2 separate regions of the Mus musculus genome follow, and region 1 is linked to region 2. Evidence: chromatin contacts called from public Hi-C data. All regions are on one chromosome and are shown on one strand. Each heading gives the region's core, a stretch centred on a gene start, on an enhancer-like site or on the middle of the called end of the contact. The rest is flanking DNA. Distances are from core to core; before and after follow the strand shown.

What was found. Hi-C and Micro-C count contacts between places; a contact is called where the count stands out from the background.
Region 1: a Hi-C map of cerebellum shows a contact between it and region 2, with 2.1 times the contacts expected there. The contact joins two enhancer-like sites. A contact is called at or near these places in 1 of 15 datasets of contacts at CTCF or cohesin (large pre-B cells), 2 of 484 Hi-C or Micro-C datasets (bone marrow-derived macrophages and cerebellum) and 1 of 115 datasets of contacts at active chromatin or transcription factors (bone marrow-derived macrophages).

Annotation. Positions count from the first base shown.
Region 1 is chr12:80,000,510-80,003,899 of GRCm38.p6, forward strand. No RefSeq gene overlaps it. Among named protein-coding and RNA genes, the nearest start is that of Gm36834, 17 kb to the right of the region's middle. Within about 2 kb of position 1,567, at least 71 of the 459 cell types and tissues checked have an H3K27ac peak or open chromatin away from gene starts, as enhancers often do. A contact at or near this core is called in cerebellum, where this site is marked.
Region 2 is chr12:79,820,113-79,823,447 of GRCm38.p6, forward strand. It overlaps a transcript of Rad51b not described here. Among named protein-coding and RNA genes, the nearest start is that of Gm3596, 10 kb to the right of the region's middle. Within about 2 kb of position 1,944, at least 11 of the 459 cell types and tissues checked have an H3K27ac peak or open chromatin away from gene starts, as enhancers often do. A contact at or near this core is called in cerebellum, where this site is marked.

The DNA of each region.
Region 1 (3,390 bases), core at 317-2,816, 180 kb after region 2:
CTGCTCCAAATCCAGTTGTGTCTGATGCTAACTTGAATTCTGGGTCTTTCCATTCCATGGACCATTGGGTTTCCCTTTTGCTAAAGGAATTTGAGACAGATTTTCGGTCCTTAGCAACCAAAGAATCCTTGTATGTAGTAGTTACTCAAATGTACATTGAGAGTTGAGCAGAAGTAAGGATGCTGGCCCGCACTAGTCCTATACGGAGCAAACTCAGGTACACAGACACAGGCATGACCATGTGACTTAATGCTGGAGAGCAGCACCAAGAGGTCCCCAGATGGGACACAGAACTCCAGGCAGGAAGTCCACTAGCCAGTATCTCCTTTTTAGAATTGAATATGCTGAAAGATTAGACTATTTTCTTGAGTTTCGTCTCTGTCACACTCCACTTTGTGTACCCAAGAAAGTTGCTGCTCCCTCGTCTCAGGCATGTGTAGTTCACTATGGTTTACTCCCTTTCCTCGGGAGTAAAAAGTCTACGGTCACAAATGGCTCCTACTTTTCCCTAGTGTGTTCATCTAAGTTCTTCAGAGATTAGAACCAAGTAGATCTCTGTTTTGCTTTGATTTTGTGTTTTAAATATTTTTTGTTACTGTACAAAATAATGGATTTTGCTGTGGCATTTTCATATGTATATATTGGTATTTACTCACATAATAGTATTTAGGGGTGTGGGGGGGGATGGATTTTCAGTCAAGATTCCACTGTGTGTGTGTATGCCACATTTCTTTATCCATCCATCTGTTTGTTTGGTTTGAGACAGGGACTTACTATGCAATTAGGGTAGCCTCAATTCACTATGTATCCCAGGCTAGCCTCCAACTACCTATCTTCTGACCTTCATCCTCTGAATACTATGATTATTGGCCTATGCCAGGATGTCCAACCTAGATTTCTCTATTTCTTTATCTACTTTTTTCCTGAGCAAGCACCATCAGAGGGTTTGACCTGCTATCATCAGCCAACAGCTAGGAAACCTGAAAAGCATCCTCAGAAGAGAGAGGATGCCCACCCCTTGCCCCCCATACATACTATGAACTGAATGGTTGTGTGGACGGGCAGGACCTGCAACTTGAGCTCATCAAGAAACCTGAAGCACAACAAGGGTTTGGGGCCCTCAACAGTGCTGATCTCTTCTATTCTAGTTGAAATTAGAAAGAAGGTGTCCTTGCTGTGGTCTAGAAACAGAATCTTAGCTGTTGAGAATGAGCACAACTTAAAACTCCTTCACACACACACACACACCCGGCCTGCTATGCATGACCTGCGATCATGGGTGAGACTGCTTGGTATTTTCATACTCATGGAAACAGGGCCCTGTTGATCTCAGAGGCTCCCAGATTAAGCCTGAGTCTCTATTTTTAATCTCTCCGGAAATAAGCAAAAAAAGAGAAGTCTAATTTCAAACAGACTGGACTTTACATAGGAAATATGTAGGTCCCCTGAGACTCCTAGAAATTGTCTGAAACCCAAAGGCCCCACTTGCTTCCCCCACACCCCCTCTCCAGAGCACTAGGCCACGCCCAGGAGGCCTGGGGCTGCAAGAGAGAGTGTTTGCAATCAAAAGTCCAACCTTGGCTTGGACTGGCCAAACCAGCCCAGCCAGCTAGCCTACTGTGCCTGAGGGCAGGGGTTCTGGGTGAAGAAAGAAAGGCATTTGCCCACAGCCTGCACCCTGGCTTTGGGAGGATTCTTCTCTCACCCCCATTGCTTTTGAGTTTTCTGGTTTTTTCCTCTACTCTGAGGCTTGTCAAGTTCCAGGCAAGAAAGCATAAAAGGATTCCAAACAGCACCATCAAGCCCACCACTCTCTCTCTCTCTCTCTCTCTCTCTCTCTCTCTCTCTCTCTCTCTCTCTCTCACACACACACACACACACACACACACACACACACACACACACACACACACACAAACACACTTCCTACTCCACAGCATTCCCATCAAAATCCAATTGCACACAGTTCTGGGATCTGGAGCCAAATGAGGCCCAGTAAAAGCTTTGAAACCATTCACATGGCCCCTAGCCCTCCATAAGAGTTCCATAGTTAAAGTTCCAGCCAGAATCCTGGGCCTTGCTGGCAACCCGTGCTGCTGGGTCACTGTGGGAGGTGGGACAGGGCCCTGTAGCCTGCTGTGCCTCAGTTTCCCTGCCTGTCAGTTTAGACAACCATGACGATGGCTAATTCTGAATTGTCTGCCTGCTGGTGGGATCAGGCACTGAGGGGGGCTCAGATTTATGGCATGGAAGTCTAGGAATGAGCCAAAGTGGAGGGACTAAATTGGGTTGGGTGCCCGGCTCCCAGAAAGGCAGCCAGGGAAAATTAGACACGCTGCTGAGAGAACTATCCCGATGACTTCACAGAAGGCTCCTGCTCAGAAACAGCCACTGTGTTATTGTAACTTTCACAGCCTGGGCCAAGCTCTTCCTGGTAACGGGAAGTTTGGGATTGAAGTCGTCCGTGTACCCGGCTGTTACCGAGGTCACCCTGGGAGCTGGGGCTCTTCCAAAGGAAGCCAGCATGGGGCTTCTGGGCTTGGCGGAGTGGCTGGACAGATGGACAGTCTCTGAGTAAAAAAGTCATGGTTGTAAGGCAGGCGGGGAGGCGTGGCAAGCCCCCCTGCTGCAGCTACCTTGGTGGGAGTAAGTCTTTATGGCGTACCTCTGCCACAAAGCCTCTTGGTCTCCAGAAGCCATGTTCGCAGCAGTAAGCCAAGAGCCCAGACAGAGAAAGGGCCCAAGAACTACTACCATAGCTCCCCCACATACACCAACCCCCGGACCACAAACCTCCAGGCCCACATAATTCCCAGCAATGGATTTTCTTCTTATCCACTAAACCCTGTCCATTGCCCTTCTAGCCATTTGCTCTTTTTAATCTTCCTTTTATGCAAAAAATAAACAGCTCCGTGAAGTTTCATCCCACCCTTGTCTTCCATCGGCGTGCTTCAAATGATTACGAGAAAGCTTGGTTCACGTCGTCCAGCGAACCAGTCTAACTAGGGTTTGCCTCGTGGATGTCTACCCCTGAACTGATTTTTTTTTTCTTTCCCACCACTGCCGGCTCTCAGCCACTCATCCATCTCCTGCTCATCTCTGTTGGAAACGCGACCAGCCAGGACCAGCCAAGCCAAACAGGTGTCAGTACGCACTCAGACTCTCCAAGGATGAGAGCTCTTCTGTGGCTACCAGATTGTACCCTGACGCTGGCCAGCTCCTGGCGTCTGCCCCTGGCCCTCCCAAGATGGCAGTCTATGGGGACATAGTTCAGACACTCGATCTGGTTTCTTCCAAGTCTGGTTCCATTGGCAAAATGAAACTCCCTGCCAAGAGAAAGCCAGCTTGTCTTGTCTACGAGGCACCCATGGTACCTGGCAAGTCACCCAC
Region 2 (3,335 bases), core at 694-3,193:
CCAACATGGCTGCCACACCCCTTTGCTTCCTTTGGGTAAAAAGATGTCGGGTTTTTTAGAGCTCTCTGCCCCGGATCCCCTGCAGCTCACCATAGATCTAGAGCCTAGTAATCGGAGAACTTCTTGGGATCAAACCAATTTTTATTTTATTTTTATTTTTTTTTGTAGATGCCAAGACTTCCTTTCTTCAGGACCCAAGCATAGGCTTAGCTTCCTCTGACGTCCCAATAGCAAAGGAGACATAAGGCTGTAACATTTCCTACTGAGGGCTTCCCATAAAGCCTCTGTTCAAGTACACAAACCACAAACTGTTTCCAAATAAGCTGTGCTGTTGGCCACATCTGTTAAGACAGCCAGCCTATGCCCTTCCCAGAGCAACCGGCCTACACAGAACGCATACCCTCGCTGAGATAAGTTGGGCTCTTTTCATTGGGAAAAACCAGTATTAATTCCCTCCAGTAAAAGTTGTCATGTTATTCAGGACAATAGCTGTCAGGACTGGAGGCATCCTCCTGCCTCACTGACCTGCCCGAGTGTCCTGCACTCTATAGTTCTAATCCCTGGGGCTTCAGTGACAGGTGGTTCCTGTACTTCAGCCTTTCAGCTACCATCCCTCTCCTCCCTTCCCCTCCCACCCCACCCCACCCCACCCTCCAGGTTAACATTCCTAAGAAAGCACTTTATTGGCTCAGTCTCCTCTTATTGGATCTCAGCACCGCTGCTCACTAGCTAGCCCCAGTGGTGGGCTGGAAAAGTAATTGGAAACATGACTGCCTGTGCCCCAAAGGTTCAAACTAGGCTGCTTACCCCAGAGAGAGGCCGAGGCATGATGAACTCGAGTCCACTCCTTCAATGGGGATCTGCAGGGCTACCCATTCTCTCCTGCACTTCTCTCTCCCCCTTCCTGTCCCTGTAGACCTATCCCTTATACTCTGTCACACCAGGAAATTTTTATTTTTTTCTCCACCTCCCAGCTGTCTGGTCGGTGTTAACATGGACCCTGTTAATGCACCCAGTCACAGAGATCTCATACTGGTAGTGAGGCTCTTGAGAATTATGTAAGAATATAAGGAAAGAGAAATGCATATAAAAACCTCTCTGCTAAAGCAAATCCCATTTCCCTCCTGAGGCCTGTACCTTCCCCCTCCTAGTCCTTAGAATAATTTCCCAGAATTACAAGCAAAAGAGGTGCTTGCTCTGAGGAGCTCTGAGGAGCGGGTAGGGCGATCCTTCATCTCCGTTCATCTCCCTGGTGCCAGGTTCTTAACTAACACGACGCAAGCAGTTTGCTTTCAAACTGAAGCTTGGAGCGCAGCTGAAGGGCTCCTTTAGGATAAAGGTGTCGGCAATTGTGTTCTTCCCAAATGTCCAAAACTCTTTGAAATTATTCACAAATCTTCGTGATTTTGGAAGACTGGTGTTGTGTGGGCACGAAAGCTTTCAAACACTATAAATAGATAATAGTGAATCCAGACACCCAAGGACTGGAGGGAAAGTTAAACTGCAACTCCAGTTTTACCATTTAGTCACTGGACGGTACTAGCTTCTGTGCCTCATCAGATAGCTGAAAGCCCACCACAGTCTGCCTTCAGATTCTAGTGTTTCCATGTTCTTTGGAGTGGTCACGCAGTTATGAGTGAAACCTAACCAAGCCGGGTGCTCTGCCCCACCCTGAGCTCTGGGTTTGTCAGTGCTGATCAGATCACCAGTCAAACCCTTTATGTGACTGACACTTTTATCTACTGACTAAAACCATAGCATTCTCCTTGCCGAGTAAGATGGCCGCCACCATAACTAGCTAAACCTGCTGCTCTGGGATTGTAGAATCCATTTTTCCTGGATCCCTTCCAGATCCCTGCTCATTCCACTTAGAGTCTGAGGTTGATGCCTATTGCCATTGGCTGTCCTCTGGGACTGAAGAGCCCATCTGGGCTTTGTCCAGCTTCTCGTGCCAGCACCGGCATCCAAACTCCACAGTCATTTCCAATCCAACAGCTGGGAGGTTGATGCAGAGACAAAGCAGAAGCCAGCTTGGCTTCCTCCCAGTTCTCCAGGGCCCTCAGGGGTTAATCAGCAACCACCTATCTTTGTATGGATGGTGTAAGCCTCAGTAGAACACCTGCTAAGACCCACAGGAAAGCTGATGCAGAAATGGATGTCGCAGCCGTTACTCTGACCGTCACTGTTTAAGCTAGATGCCCGAATCTCTGAATAAAAACAACCCGCTCAAACCAATCAACCAGCCCAGGAGACCTGTAGCTCTGATACCTCGGATTTTGTCTGTTCCGTGTTTCATAAGTTCCTTGTGCTGTGAACTTTAAGCCACATCATCTTATGTTGGCACACATGGTTTAGTGAGGGGGTCTGAGTTCACGTTCCTTAAGTGGCATCTTAGCCCCTTTCCCCTCCCCACAGCCCAAACTGGCACAACTGCCAACTTCTCTTGGTAGCTAACCCAAATGACCTTGGGCACTGGGGAATAGCTTATGCAGGGAGGGAGGAAGGTGAGAGAGGAAATAAAGGTGGAGGGAGGGCACAAACACAGCCTCTGGCTGCTGGTGTGTGTTCAGGCTAGTGTGGGAGACTACAACACACTATGTGGTTTAAACACCCGAGATGAACTCTCTCAGAGCCTTGGGGGGGCTGGAATTCCAAAATGACAGGGGTTTCCTGGAGCCTCTGACCAGGGTTTGCAGACAGTGGTGGCATCTTCTGAGGCCTTTGACCTTGGTCTGTGTCTTCAAGTGACTGTCTACTGTCCATGAGTTCCTACAGTCACCTCCGTTTAAAAAGGTATCACTTCCTATGGGATTAGAACCCTACCCTTCTGACCCCACTTAACTTTATTTATCTCTCTCTTTTTTTTAAATCATTCCTTTATTTTAGGGTTTTTTTTTAATCATTTGAGACAAGATCTCACTAATTATCCTTGGCTAGCCTCACATTCATGTGACCCACCCAGATCTTAAACTTGTGCCATCCTTCCTGCCTCGGCCTCCCAAAGCACGGAGACAACACTCCTGGGTTATTTTCCTTCTTTTAAGAGATATGACTCCAAATAAAGTCACATGTGACACTAGTGTATCAACATATGAGTTCTGAGGTGGCGTAACACCCTTAGCTGCTCTCGGCAGCAGATTCTCTCCCATCCCTCAGTATTGCCCTTACCTTACCTAAGACGCAAAGGCATGGATGTGCATTTTGGAAATTGTTAAGGGAGGGAGGGGCGAGTAGGCAAGAAGAATGAAAAGATGGATGATGGGTGGTTTGGATGAGGTAGGTTGACTGACAGGTGACTTTGGATACATTGATGGCAGCAGGGTAGACGTTGCATG